Linked DNA regions of Mus musculus: regions 2, 3, 4 and 5 are each linked to region 1. Evidence: chromatin contacts called from public Hi-C and promoter capture Hi-C data. All regions are on one chromosome and are shown on one strand. The core of a region is the stretch at or near the end of the contact, and the rest is flanking DNA. Distances in the headings are between cores, read along the strand shown. Region 1 holds the start of Rpl37 (ribosomal protein L37). Region 2 holds the start of Nup155 (nucleoporin 155). Region 3 overlaps Lifr (LIF receptor alpha). Region 4 holds the start of Lifr (LIF receptor alpha). Region 5 has its middle 69 kb from the start of Lifr.

The links. Promoter capture Hi-C pulls out the DNA fragments that hold promoters and counts their contacts. A called contact is a pair of places that touch in the nucleus more often than the background predicts.
Region 2: a Hi-C map of B cells shows a contact between it and region 1, with 7 read pairs. The contact joins the promoter of Nup155 here to the promoter of Rpl37 in region 1. A contact is called at or near these places in 6 of 39 promoter capture datasets (the C10 cell line, the HPC-7 cell line, hippocampal neurons and 2 more), 2 of 484 Hi-C or Micro-C datasets (B cells and CD8 T cells), 1 of 115 datasets of contacts at active chromatin or transcription factors (astrocytes) and 2 of 9 other capture datasets (adipose tissue and liver).
Region 3: a contact with region 1 is called in a promoter capture Hi-C map of liver, with 2.2 times the contacts expected there. The contact joins the enhancer-like site here to the promoter of Rpl37 in region 1. A contact is called at or near these places in 4 of 39 promoter capture datasets (hippocampal neurons, liver and stem cell-derived epiblast-like cells) and 1 of 115 datasets of contacts at active chromatin or transcription factors (stem cell-derived neural progenitor cells).
Region 4: a contact with region 1 is called in a promoter capture Hi-C map of embryonic stem cells, with 4 times the contacts expected there. The contact joins the promoter of Lifr here to the promoter of Rpl37 in region 1. A contact is called at or near these places in 3 of 39 promoter capture datasets (embryonic stem cells and liver).
Region 5: a contact with region 1 is called in a promoter capture Hi-C map of hippocampal neurons, with 4 times the contacts expected there. The contact joins the enhancer-like site here to the promoter of Rpl37 in region 1. A contact is called at or near these places in 7 of 39 promoter capture datasets (the 3T3-L1 cell line, 3T3-L1-derived adipocytes, embryonic stem cells and 3 more) and 1 of 9 other capture datasets (liver).

Annotation. Positions count from the first base shown.
Region 1 is chr15:5,115,326-5,118,025 of GRCm38.p6, forward strand. It overlaps Rpl37 (ribosomal protein L37), which reads left to right and starts at 1,288. Exons shown (of 4, transcript NM_026069.3): 1 at 1,288-1,359; 2 at 1,962-2,097; 3 at 2,294-2,378. The coding sequence starts at 1,357. It also overlaps a transcript of Card6 not described here.
Region 2 is chr15:8,107,940-8,110,639 of GRCm38.p6, forward strand. It overlaps Nup155 (nucleoporin 155), which reads left to right and starts at 1,374. Exons shown (of 35, transcript NM_133227.3): 1 at 1,374-1,663. The coding sequence starts at 1,507.
Region 3 is chr15:7,166,099-7,168,798 of GRCm38.p6, forward strand. It overlaps Lifr (LIF receptor alpha), which reads left to right. Exons shown (of 20, transcript NM_001358593.1): 6 at 785-959. Among named protein-coding and RNA genes, the nearest start is that of Lifr, 38 kb to the left of the region's middle. Within about 2 kb of position 1,318, at least 15 of the 459 cell types and tissues checked have an H3K27ac peak or open chromatin away from gene starts, as enhancers often do. A contact at or near this core is called in liver, where this site is marked.
Region 4 is chr15:7,128,207-7,130,906 of GRCm38.p6, forward strand. Lifr (LIF receptor alpha) reads left to right here and starts at 1,366. Exons shown (of 20, transcript NM_001358593.1): 1 at 1,366-1,620.
Region 5 is chr15:7,197,619-7,200,318 of GRCm38.p6, forward strand. No RefSeq gene overlaps it. Among named protein-coding and RNA genes, the nearest start is that of Lifr, 69 kb to the left of the region's middle. Within about 2 kb of position 1,358, at least 34 of the 459 cell types and tissues checked have an H3K27ac peak or open chromatin away from gene starts, as enhancers often do.

The DNA.
Region 1 (2,700 bases), core at 38-2,537:
AAGCCTCACTTGTGCTTCCCAGCAGAACTGTGAATGAGGCCGGCAGTGGTGGCGCTCGCCTTTAATCCCAGCACTTGGGAGGCAGAGGCCATACAATTTTAAGTGTGCGATACAATTTTGTTATCTGTAGGTACAGTAATGCAAGAGGACCCTAGAATTTATTTCCCATAACTGAAAGTTTACACCCGTTGACTAAATCTGTGTTGCTTCATGCTACTAAATTTATAGCAATTTGCCACCCAGTCTCCTAAGACTTATTTATAGTCCAGTTCAACCATTTGAATGCTTGTTTGCTTTCTCTCCCGTGTGCCCTATCTCCTCCCTCCTCTGATTTCAGTTTACTACTTCTGAGTGGAAAGGATTATACATTTTTCTTTCTACTCCCCTCCCCTAGAAGAAATTGGTACGATTTGCTAACAAAAAACAAAACAAAACAAAAAGCTTCCTTGGTGTTTGCTTTGTTCTGCTGTCCACTATCTTAAGATTTTTGAATGTGATAGACTAGCGATTCTCACATTTGTTTTAGAAAGTATGTAGATGGTATGACTGAGACTTTTCCCCAATTCATCAATGTTCGTACTATATTCTCCATGTTTCCTACTGGGATTGCGGACAGACAGTTGCATTAGCGCTAATCAAGGATGTCTAGGGTTACTTATTTCAAAATGATCTAGGAAAGTGTTTTATACAGTACAGACTTGCAAACTGTACTCAAGTCTAAAAGGGTCAGATTTCCTGGTGGCGGCGCGCTGGCTGGAAGCTGTTATTTAACAAGTTCCGCGTGTGATTCCTTGAGTGCGATCAAACAACTGGCCTCTGAATGACCACCGCGTGAAATCGAGTCGGCCCGAGTCAGAAGCTAACTAAGCTCCTACCCTCGCCGAGACACTTCGTGACTCCATCCTCTCACCAACTCTCCATACAGGCAAGCGAGCGGCCACATCAAAACGAACCTGGGAAGGCTGGCTTTCCCGGATCGGGATCCCAGTCCCAGCACTGCACAACCGCCAGGGGCGCCGCCACGCACTGGGTGTCTGACTCCCCTCGAGCCCCGGGACCGGAAACCAGACGGACTGCCAACACCGCAGCAGCCCCGACACCGCCAGAAACCCTCTCCAACCAGGAGGCGGGCCGCTGGGGAGGGCGGAGCCACAGCGCCAGGCACGCCCCCTACCGGTGTTGCAGCCCAATCGGCTCCCTGGCTCTCTCGCCCGGGAGACTACACCTCCGCACCCGAGGCCTGATAGGGCTGCACCAAGACCCGCCGGAAGTAGTTTCCTGGGCGGAAGCTTATCCACAGGAAGTGGCGGGGGTGCTTTCTCTTCCGGTCTCTTTGGCCTCGCCGGTAGAAGCAAGATGGTGAGTGTGGTTTCTGGGCTCTGTAAATCTCTCTCCATCCTTCTTCCTCGGGCTGTCCTGCCTGTTGCCCGGCGCGTCGGTGACAAGGTTGCGAGTGAGGGGAGCTGATGGGCGAGGAGACGGCGTGCTGTGGTCCGCAGGAACTGGAAGGATGGCTGCTGTGTGCAGAGCCCGGCCCACGGTCCTAGCGCCGCTGTGGGTCTCTCTGGGCTTTGGAGGAGACGTACGCACTGCAGCCCCGGGTGGGTGATCAGGACAGGCTTGGGGACATCTGTCCCCAGCCGCCGAGAAACCGGCTGCTTGGTGGGCAGTACCGCGACTGAGAGACGGGCAGAATGTTGTCCTTAACGCCTAAAGCCAAGGAGGCTTAGGTCCGCGCAGAGTAAGGCATTATAATGGTCGTGTGGATAGCCGGTAGTGCTTCCTACCTACCCTACCTGTGTGCTAAGATTTAAATCTTTACACCGTTTTGTCCCGTGTGGATCTTGTTTACGTCTCATCCATACTCATTGCTAAGAAAATGCCAGAGTACATTGAGAAGTCAGATTTCAGAGTTGCTTATATGTGGGGTTTTTTTTCCTGCTTTTTCTTTTAATGTGCAGACGAAGGGAACGTCATCCTTTGGTAAGCGTCGCAACAAGACGCACACGCTGTGCCGCCGCTGTGGCTCCAAGGCCTACCACCTTCAGAAGTCGACTTGTGGCAAGTGTGGCTACCCTGCCAAGCGCAAGAGGAAGTGTAAGTACTGTAATCCGCAGGCGGGCTTTTACCTTGACCTGAGGTAGCGATGTAATAGAAAACACATTTGGCACGCAACAACTTTGGAGGTTGGTTTGTTGGCTGAGTGGTTAAAACATAGTAATGACACTACTGAGAAAATGGGCTGACACTGGGTGCTTGGGAAAACCATTTGGAATCCTATTTTTTTTATTAGATAACTGGAGTGCCAAGGCTAAGAGACGAAACACTACCGGGACTGGTCGGATGAGGCACCTAAAGATTGTCTACCGCAGATTCAGGTACAGTTTTGGCTAAATGTCATTGGTCCTCCAGGGTAGGATGAAACTTTGCACTCTTACTGAAGGGTAGGAATGATACTGGGGTTTGGTGTGGGCCTGAGACGCCCACATTTGTCAAGACTATGAGTGGGATCTGGGGGGCAGCTTACTTGGATCTGCCTCCAGACTTTGCTCAAGTCTGCTAAGCTGTTCTGGGTGCCAGTCATAACATAGATGGGTATCTTTTTACTGGAGGCTAGGCCTTGATGTTCCTTAAAAGTACAGAATCCCCAGCCCCCCTCTTAGACTTTCCTGTGGGGTCTGTGCTTTGACAGGTGCTTTT
Region 2 (2,700 bases), core at 124-2,623, 3.0 Mb after region 1:
GGGCATAGGCTAATCCCTGAGAAACAGAGGTTTGATTATAAACAGGCATGAACCTAGTTTGTTTTTTATTGTAAGCTGTCTTTTAAACGTAAGATGGAGGCAGGCTGATTCTTCGAAAGGTCTCAGTACATAGCCCAGTCTGGCTTCCAACTACAGGTGCCTGCCTCTATGCCTGGACCTTGAGAGGCATTTACTTTGTCTCTGTAAAAGTGTAGTAATTTGGTATTCCCAACAGCAGGCACGATTCCTGACACAGTACATACTCGGTTTCCTAGAATCAGACCATCTGTTGAATGCATCCATTATTTAATATCCTTGTGCTCTGAGATGAGAACAGATGGATCAGATGAGTGTTCTCCCAAGGCAACAAGGGAGAAAGGTATACAGCAAGAACAAACACTTTTTTCTTCTTTTTCTTGAGACAGACTCTCAAGTTTACTACAAACTTGCCACACAGCCGAGGATGAACTTATCCTCCTGCCTCCACTTCCTAAATCCGCTGGCAGGACCCATCACACAGTATCTCCCTTCCCGCCTCTGTTTGTTTTGAGTTAGGAACACATTCCGTAGCACGCTATCTGGAACTCACCAAATGACACAGTAATCCTTTTGCCGAAACCATAGGACGCGTATTAACAGGCATGAGACACCGTCCAACGCTGACCTCCAACCAAAAAATTTCGCAAAGCCACAAAGCCAATGACCCAGACACGCACATGGGAAAATTCAATAAATTCTTTCTTGGGGGCCGGGGGGGGGGGTGGTGGTTGAGACAGTGTTTCTCTGTGTAGCCCTGTCTGTCCTGGAACTCACTCTGTAGACCAGGCTGGCCTCGAACTCAGAAATCCGCCTGCCTCTGCCTCCCAAGTGCTGGGATTAAAGGCGTGCACCACCACCGCCCAGCAATCCAATGAATTCTTAATTCACCCCCATTATTTGAAACGCTGTGAGTTTCTGGCTCACAGGTAAACTTTCTGGAACTAGCGATCAATTTCTAACTACTGTTAGAAGTTATCAGGGAACCACGGTAATGGATGTGTGCCACTCTTCAGCCGTCGCCACATTCCAAACTGGGGGTGGGGCTCAAAGCAAAGAATCAGCACGCGCGATGTCACCACCGCACAGGCGACCGCAAGGGGACATCAACCCCACTCCAGCACCCGAAGTTCCTCTTCCCTCTCCCCCCCGCCCCGCCCCCAGTCCCCTCCCCTCTCCCGTATCCTCTTCCCTTCTCCTCCTCCCTTCCCTAGGCCATCTCCAAATTCAACTCTAGTCTCCTCCCTCACGCCTTCGCCAATGTCCGACACTCAACTGCTTCCTCTTCCCGTCCCAGAAGCGGCGTCTTCCAGTGCCGGGGAGGACGAACCGGAAGTGCGTCATGACCTGGCGCCCAGTTATTCGTTTTCCGCGCGCGTTCCGAGGAGCGGTTTTGGGCTCTCTTCGTTTTTCTCACGGTTCTCCACGGGTTTGGAGTGTTTCTATAAGGCGGTGGCCACGATTGCCGACATGCCATCGGTGCTGGGCTCTATGATGGTGGCCTCTACGTCGGCCGCCGCCTCCCTGCAGGAAGCTTTGGAAAACGCGGGGAGGCTTATCGATCGACAGTTGCAAGAAGACCGCATGTACCCGGACCTTTCTGAGCTGCTCATGGTGTCGGCCCCAAGTGAGTGATCGGTCCACTGGACGCTCTGTTTCCCCACCATAGGATTCTAGTCCGATTCCCCTGTCTTCTTCTCTGTACGTTGGTGCCCTCGTGAACATTCAGAGATTAGGGCTTGGTTTCTTGAAAACACGACAAACAGCAACCGACTTTTAGCTTTTATTGCTTATTTCTTCTTGTCTACACTTTATTTACTGTAGATACTCGAGGAGGTAAGAGCAAACTCATTAAGTCCAAATGAGAAGAATCCTCTGATCCAGATTCCATTTCTGTGCATTTTTTGCTTCGATAATGCTCGCTCAGAAAAGCAAGCGAGTTAATTTGGAAATCTGCCGCGTTCTCTCAGAGTCATGTCATACGTGTAGAGTTAGTATATTTGTGAGTGCCGGGACTAACTAGGAAAGAAATATAGGGGTCAGAAGGCTAACTGACAGGGAGAGCAGAACTAAGTTTATCTGCCAACAGAGGAGATAATTTGGAAGAATTTGCCTTAACTTTTAAAACTTGTTACCAGCTAAAGGTTTGTGGAGTTGCATTAGTTGCTACAAAATGTTTCTTGTGAAATGAAAGTTGGAGAAAAACAGAAATGTAACATGCAGGTGAGACTTGGTGAGAAAAAAAAATGGGTGGGAGTAACTTAAACAGAATAATCAATCAAAAGTAGCCCAAAGCACATGAGCAATGACTTGTAAAAATCTATTAAGAGATTTTTATTTTTTTAACCAGAAATACTGACAGCAGCCAGATAGTGGTTGTCCATTCCTTTAATCTCAGCATTTGGGAGGCTGAGGCAGGCGGATCTCTGTGGGTTCCAGGCTAGGCTGGTCTATAGAGGGTGCTCCACAGCTGCCAAAGCTACACAGAAAAACCTTTAATCCCAGCACTTGGGAGGCAGAGGGAGACGGATTTCTGAGTTCGAGGACAGCCAGGGCTATACAGAGAAACCCTGGGGGGGGGTGGGGTCGTTGAAAAACCCTGTCGTGGAAAACTGAAAAGAAAAATACCAGAAGCAAAGATAGTCTTTGTACTTGACAAGTATT
Region 3 (2,700 bases), core at 68-2,567, 2.1 Mb after region 1:
CCCTCCTCCATAGGCATGGATGGCAGAGTGGTAAATTGCTGAGAGATTCTAACTTTACCTATCAGAAGCTTAACCAGCCTGCTCCCGCCCAGAAGATGGCGGCAAGTAGAAGCTTCCTCTCTTACTTCTGGAAGCGTGAGAGGCCAGCGTCGGGAGCAGGGCACAGCGTGCCTTGGGCAGGGTTGCTAGTTTAACTAGATGCAGCTTACACATTGGAAAGTTTTACCGGGGTTTTGAAGGGGATCCTCTGTTCCTTAATTGTGTGGACATAGCTTCATCCATACTGCTGAACCCCGAGTGGCTCATTATAGTCTAATCTGGCATTGTTTGATTTCTTTGACCCCCCTGACCCCCTGTTTCCCATCTGCCCTTGCTCTGTTTTCTTTCTGTCTGCTCCTTCTCTTTGCTTTACTTCTTTAAGATATGGATCCCCTGGTTTTTTTCTCCATGAGAGTATGGAAATCATTTCTATAGCAGTGTATCCTCTTCGTTGTTTTATTGACTGCTTTGATGAGTATCAACCCCTGTAAGGGGATGGAAGGCAATCCCATAGGACCAAATGCTGACAAGGGCACATAGCCAGGTAATGATCGTGTTGGTGTCACTTCCTCGTTACACTGTGTAGAAACAGACCGTTGTACAGTGGTGCGGATCATTTTCCTTTATAGCATTACCCACCCGGTGGCTGATCTAACATGTTCCGTGAGGCCTTTCTGTCCCTTTACCCTGGAGAAAGGCAGGACATTAGCATTATTTGGAAGCATAATTTTGTGTTTGCTTTTAGGTGTTACTCAACACAATGCTGAGTGGTAAAGATACCGTTCAGCACTGGAACTGGACCTCAGACCTGCCCTTGCAATGTGCCACTCACTCGGTGAGCATTCGATGGCACATTGACTCGCCTCATTTCTCCGGTTACAAAGAGTGGAGTGACTGGAGCCCGCTGAAGAACATCTCCTGTAAGCTTACTCTTACAGACCCTTGGTTCACATGGGCTAGATTGCTTAAGAGTAAGGGTTGGTATATGCCCATAGTGTTTTTTTGAATCCAGGTAGCTATCTTCCAAAGTGACCACCCCAGAACTGTGGATTAAAGAAATCTGAGACCCGCTCTAGAAAGCTGGGCTGAAAAATCATGTGTCTATTAAGTACAACTCCTCTAACAGAGAGATGTAAAATTCTGGCAGAGTGAGCAGGGGCCCCCGGGTCATCAGAGTCAGTAAAATGAAGTCCAGAAACCATCCAGTGTTTATTACAGGTGGACAGTCTGTGGAGCAACATCAGATAAGGGGGGCCGGAAGCAGCTGGATAAATAAGGAGACTCTGGGGCAGTTGAGCAAGACACTGTAAATATAACCGAGGACAGCTGAGTTCAGACAGGAAGGGACGGGAGCAGCAGAATCTGAGTTGGGGACCAGGTGCTTGTGTCTCCCAACAGTGTCTGTCCCTTTGGTTGGCTGAGGGGTAGGGGTGAGAGGCTGTCCACAGAGATACAAAAGATAGGAACCAGTTGGTTGGGAAAGGACAGTTTCATCTTTAATACTCTGATCTGTAGGCAGTGAGGTTGAAAAGGTCATTCGGGCATCCAGAGACATGGGCGTAGCTGGGGAATGTCCCTCTGGGAATCACAAAGGTGTATGTGATTGGAAGTGCTTAAATTCTGAAGGCCAGTGTATCTTCGGGAAAGGGAATTGGGACGCACGGAAGCGCTCCTGTCTACAGCACTACTGAAGGAAGGTCTAGCCTGAGGACTAAGAGTGGCCCAGAAAGTTCAGTGTGGTAGAACCCAAGAGAGGAGGGAGTTTGAAGGTGTTTGGATGATAAATCGGAAGGGGCCCTTGGATCAAACATGGGGCCGGTGAGTCCCTTCAGTAGAACGGTGAACTTAGAAGCCAGATGTCAGGGAAGAGTGAGGGATAAAGGGCACCAGAGGTCACTGTGTAAACACCAGCTGTTAGGAGTGGAGCTGGGGTGCGTGACCTTGACCTGCAAGGGCATTGATTAAAGCAGCAGCTGTGAGTTAGAGTGTGGAGGGCTTCCCCACTTGTTTGCTGAAGAACATAGGAGAGTTTCAAAAGAATCAACGTGAAACTTCTGAAATTATCGAGTGATTCTGTGTGCATCTTCTGCATGTGTATATAAACCCTTAAAAATTAACCTGTGACCTTCAACAAACGGCCTGTGATCAGGTTCTGTCCCTGCCTAAGTAAATAAGGCTACAGTTTCACTTTGTATTTGTGTCGTACTCCTTTGAAACCCGAGTGTGGTGCCTTGCACTGGGGGCTGCATTATTTCACAACATCTACAGTTTGCTTTGTAAATGTTGAACTGTTTTAAGCTCTCGAATGTGGTGGTTTATGCCTGTAATCCCAGCATGGAGCAGGGGCAGGAGGATTACTGCGAGCTTTAGGCCAGCCTTGGCTCCATGGTGAAATACAAGCCATTCTGGGTTACAGAATAATGCCTTGTTTCAAGATAACAGAATTGAGGCACTCTGTTGGAAAAGTGCCCTCCACTCAGGCAGTTCTGTGGCCCCAAGATTGATCCCCAGCATCTCCCTCAAAGCTGGGTATCGTAACATCGACAGCCCTAAGTCTCTGAGGGTGGGTAGAGATCAGAGCTTCTACTTCTGTCTGGTCTAGCTAAATTAGTGAGATCCAGGTTCAGGGAGAGCCCCTATCTCAAAACATAGAGTGGAGTG
Region 4 (2,700 bases), core at 116-2,615, 2.0 Mb after region 1:
GGTGCTGTGTCTAATAGAAAAGACAGAATACTGCAATATGAATACCAAGTCTCTCAAGTTGTGGGAAAGAATGGGGATAAAGGAAAAGCAATATGGTCCAACTTAAATGGGGGCGGGTTCAGCACAGTCCAGAAACAGTCATGGACAGCAGGAGGCACTTCATGTTCAAAATATGCACTTTAGTGGAGTTGGTCACTAGGATACTCTTAGTGACTTTATTTTGAAAGATGTTATTAAGAATTTATTTTTTCATGCAGTATATTTTCAGGTGTCTTGTTGCCCATTTTGGAGTTACATTATTAACGGGGGATATTTATTTTAGAAAATAAGCTTCATCCTGCCGATTTGCAAATTGCTGTAGATTCTAAAGTCTAGAATTTCAGTCAAAGGTCCCTCACAAACTCCTTGGCCCTGGCGCACCAGATAAATCACATCTGAAAACAAACAAGCGGCTCCCTATGGAAGGTGTGTCTGCACAGCCATGTGACTGCGTGCCAGTGGCTCCGTCTGGCACATTTCTGAACTTTGCAAAATTAATTGTGCTAAAGAGAACACCATCAAACGCGTCCGGCACAGAGCGTAAACATCTTCAAACCACGACTCTGCGCCATAAAACACTCCTACCAATTTCATTTGGTGCATTACTCTGGAAGGAACACCGAGGCCAAGTGAAACTGCGGAAATGGGAACAATGCACGGAGGAAAAATCTCACCCCATTAAGGGATCCGTTTCTTCTCTGCACAAATAAGCCCAACACGCCTCAGAGGCACGACTAGATGGCTCCAGGATGTTCTCAGTTGCCCCCGCAGGCCCTCAGGAGCTGAGAGGTCCCCTCACCAAGAAAGTAGGGGAACTGAGTGGCAGCGCCCCGGCTTGGGGGCAGTTTAGGTAATGCACAAAATCAGAAAGAAAGAAAGGAAAAAAAAAAAAACCCGCAGTAATTGGCGTCCGTGTGCCTTTTCGGGGCGACACGAGTTTCCTCCTCCGCGCACGGCTTGCAAAGTGCAATGACAGCGGTTTGGGAGCCGCGCTGCTTCCCGCAGGGCCGCCTGGGCTCCGCTGGCCTTTCCGGAGGCTTTGCACCCGCAGGGCCGCTGCGCTCTCGCCCGCCGCTCGGTGACCTTGCAAGGCTGGCCGCGCGACCGGAGTCTCGGCAGAGGCACCTCCCTGGGCGCCGGGCCCGCGCGCGACCCAGAGGCTCCGACTCACGCGCGGCCTCGCGGGCCCGCGGGCCCGCGTCCCCGTGCGCGCGGCAGGGACGGCGGAGAAGGCTGCGGGGGCGCGCGGGGCGGGGCCTGGGCGGGGCCTGGGTGCTGCGCCCCCCGCCGAGCTCCTCGCAGGCGCCGCCTCCGGGCGCGCAGTCTGCGCCGGAGCGTCTCGGCAGTGGCCGCGGCCGTTATCGTCGCCTGGCGCTGCGGTGGCTCGCGGGGTTGGGAGAAGGCAGCGGCGGCCGGTCGTCGGTGGCCGCTAGAGCCGGCCTGCAAGGGGACAGGGGCGCCAGGACGGCGGCTGCTACCACCGGACTGCTCCTTCAGGACTGCAGTCCTGTGCTGCAGGGTCCGGGCTGCCCCGGGGCGGCGGCCGACTGGGATGGCAAGATAGCGGCGCGGGAGCGGCTGGTGAGTGCGGGGGCGCGGCGCGGCAGCCCGGAGCGCGTGCGGGGGGCGCGTCCCCGGCTCTGGGGCAACGCCACTCGGGCTCACGCCGTCCGTGCCAGCCGAGGGGTCAACCCTGCAGCCCGCGCCCACGCGGGCTACACCGCGGGAAACTTGTGCGGCGCGAAGGGCACTGAGTTCCAAGGCCAGAGGTTACCAGGGGGATGGGCAGGACCTTTAATTCCCCATTCGGAGCTGCGACCTGCCAGATGGTTTCCTGCCCCTAAACCTCAGCGCTTCAGAAAAGTAGTTCCTCGTCCTTTCTGTTTTGATGGTGCATTTGACTGACCTGTCTGTAGTTCTAGGTGCTTGTGTCCGAAGGCGCTAAACTTATTAAACTCCCAAGTTAAAGTGTAGGCAAGCAAAGTTAGGCTTCCTAATGGATGGCTTTCCGGATGTGTTGTCTAAAGCACAAAGCTGAGATCGTGGACCCAGACGCACAGAAAACTGCACAGCAAGTGTTGTGAACTTACACAGGAGCTTGAGTTATGTGATTCTAGCCCCCACTTCAGCTGCCAAGACACACGAATCTTTCGTTTACACTAGGGTTATCTTTGGGTCCCTTTCTGTAGCTGTGTTTAATGCAGTCAGATACTGAAAGGACACGTGCGCTGTTACTGACTGACAGTTACATGCATTCTTTGCGTTTACTTTGTTTCTTTAAAGTGGGTTTTTCAGCAGAACTTTCAGTTTAAACTTTGCCATCCAATGCCTTCCCTTGCATATTTAACCCAGCAAATAATATTTGCTTAGAGTTGACCTGACTTTACGTTAGTCAGGAGTTCAAAAGCGGTGCCCACGTTATATTTAAAGCACCGCCCCCAGTGAAAAACTAAAGCATTTGTTTATTGCAACTGATGCCGTCCCCTCCCCTTGCAGGATTATCTTGACACAGATCTGAAGTCATACTCCACTAGGAGCAGAGGCTCCTCGGGTGAGACTGGCAGAGGGAAGCAAATCTCAGCATAGCCTGTGCTTTTAAAAAACACTGGACTGTGCTCTTTTCTTTCTCTCCCTGACTTTCCTTCTTCCAACCAGGTGGAA
Region 5 (2,700 bases), core at 108-2,607, 2.1 Mb after region 1:
AACCAAGAAGCTTTAGCGGTGGCTTTAATATTTGGAGGTATTGCTGTGCTGCTGATAGCACCTTCTATTTGCTCTGTTAAGTTCATGTTATATTTATAGAGAAAAAAAAGGATTCTTATATTTAAATTAAAAAATCAAATTACTTTTTACAAAGTGAGAACCTAGCATTAGCAAGTAGCAAGATTATTGCCATATGTAGTCGTGCACACCTTTAGTCCCAGCCAGCACTAAGGAAGCAGGAGCAGAGGCAGAGGGATCTCTGAGTTGGAGGGCAGCCTGGTCTATATAGATCCAGGCCACCCAGGGCTACATACTGTCTCAAAAAAGAAAAGAAAAGAGAAATGCTGGTCCTTAAAGCAGGAGTTGTAATTTATTATTTCCCAAGAGAGCTGAATATTTCAGGAGTTTCTGGGAATGCATAAAAATTTCAACTTAATTTTGAAATATAGCAATTGACTTAACAAAAGTCCAGTCATTTAGAAGTAGGCAGTGGCATTAGAGAAATGTTCTTTGTCTTTTGTGGCTCAGACTTACCACGAATAACAGCCAGAGCATGAATGGACCCGACTTGAGCCTGTAAAAGTACAAGCCAGTTGTAGATTAGTTGTGAAACACATGTTAATATTTAAGTGCTAGAAAAGCTCACACATATGGTCTGTACTTTGGGGAATTCTCAATGGAGAACTTGTTCCCAGAAGGTTGAGTTTCTGAAGCCAAATTGTGTACCACTGTTACCTACAGGAACAGAAAAAGTGCAAAGAAAAGAGCCATGTGCTCATTAGGAAGAAAAAAAAAAACCCTAGAGATGGATGAATCAGTAAGTGGTAATGTGTGATATCCAACATCATAGCACAGTGTGATAGCAACCCTCCGTCCTTCACAAAAGAATTATAGAATTTATTTGAAATGACCTATACATTTGATCCAGTCCCCTTCCCCATGAACGACCGGCAGGAAAACTGATTTCAAGTCATCCAGTCTCTCTAACCCAGGGAAATTGATAATGAGAGATGACTTGAACTCATTCAAGATTAAATTGGAGATGATTTTTTTTTTTTTTTTTTTTTTTTTTTTTTTTTTTTTTTTTACTTAGAAGATCAATCTCAAGTTGTGGGGATAAGAAAAGAATTAGAAAATCACTTTGATAAGCTGTCAAGGAGAAATAATATTAAAAGGGAGGAAACCCCAGTGCATTCATCTTTCTGGTAGCTAAATGCTTGAAAGGGGAGAAATAATTTTAAGTTCCAGTTCAGATTTAAATCATCTGTCCCCTTCTGGCTCCAGCTGGCCTGTCACCATGGCAAACCTGTGTCAGCACTCCAGGCAGCCTGGGAGGAAGGCATAAGGACTTTTTTTTTCCTCACTGCCTCCCCTCCCCCTCAGAGCTGATGGTGCCAAAACACATGGGCAGAGGAAGCAGTGTTGAGAGTAGATGGCATCCCCTCCCCCCTTCTTGCCCGGCCACAGTGCAAACCAGCCTGCATACCCTGTCAGAAGCGAACCAAGAGTCTCATTATTCCAGGACCACAGGCACTACTGGCTGGGACTGGTTCCACCATTTTCAAGATGGCTCTGAGGGACACTGTCATATGTGAGGCTGTACAGTCCCATGTGGGCTCCTGAGATCACCACTGGTCAATCACCTGGACCACACTGGAAGATGTTTAACCTCTCTCTCAACCTATTCCTCATCATAAAGCCTGGGCCCCTGGTGTGTATCACAAGAATGCTAAGGCTTGTTATAGTCCAAGCATGTAACAGTCCCTGCAGGATAGATGTCTGCTTTCAACATGGCCCTCTTCCTGGCCAGCGATATAAAGGTATAACTGCTTGTATAAGAGTTTAGACACACATTCATGTGCATCCCTCAGCTTATCAGAAGGTGACAGTACACAGCAAAGGCTTTAGAAAGAGACCCTGAGGTCTGATTCGCTAGAGCTCAGCCAGAGCCACACTTGGCTCAGGTAACTTCTACCCCAGGCCTCAGGTGAGCATCCTTGGGACTGAGAAGGTCCTGTCAGCGTCCTTAAGTCTTCACTCCGAAGCTTACTTCATCCAGGCCTTGCATGTCCCCGTGGCACTGAGGACTTCTAGGGGCTTTGTTTGAAAATCAGAGGTGCCTGGGGGGAGGGCTGTTATTGCCAAGTACCCACTTGGTGTAGCATCCATCCCATTTCTGAGGCTCTGGAAGTCTTTGAACTTCTTTGAGGACAGAACGGGCAAAGTGCAGCCTTGGGTATCTTGCGTGGGGTGATCCCCCTCAGAGCTGATGAAGAACCCTCATTATACCTCTGTCTTTGGACTAAAAGTGCCCCGTGGTAGTGCTTTTATTAGTGGGCTAATCTTTATTAGACAAATCAATACTAAAGGAAAATTAGAAAGTGATAAAAGAAATGTATGTAATCTTGGGCAATATTGGCTCTCTCTAACATGTTACTTTGAAACAATTTGCGAGCTTGATTCACTTCTTGAATACATCTCGAAAATCTTATCAGCAGTGTTTCTAAGGCTGGATGCATAAAATACCAGCAGATAGATGATAGATGGATTGTCTAACCATATATAATGGATTTTTTTCTGTTACCCACCTTAAAAAACAAAACAAAACAAAAAAAAAACTGGTGGGCGATTTTGAATGTTAAAAATACTTGAATTTAAGAGACAATACTTGATTTTTGTACCAAGAGCCACTAACTTACA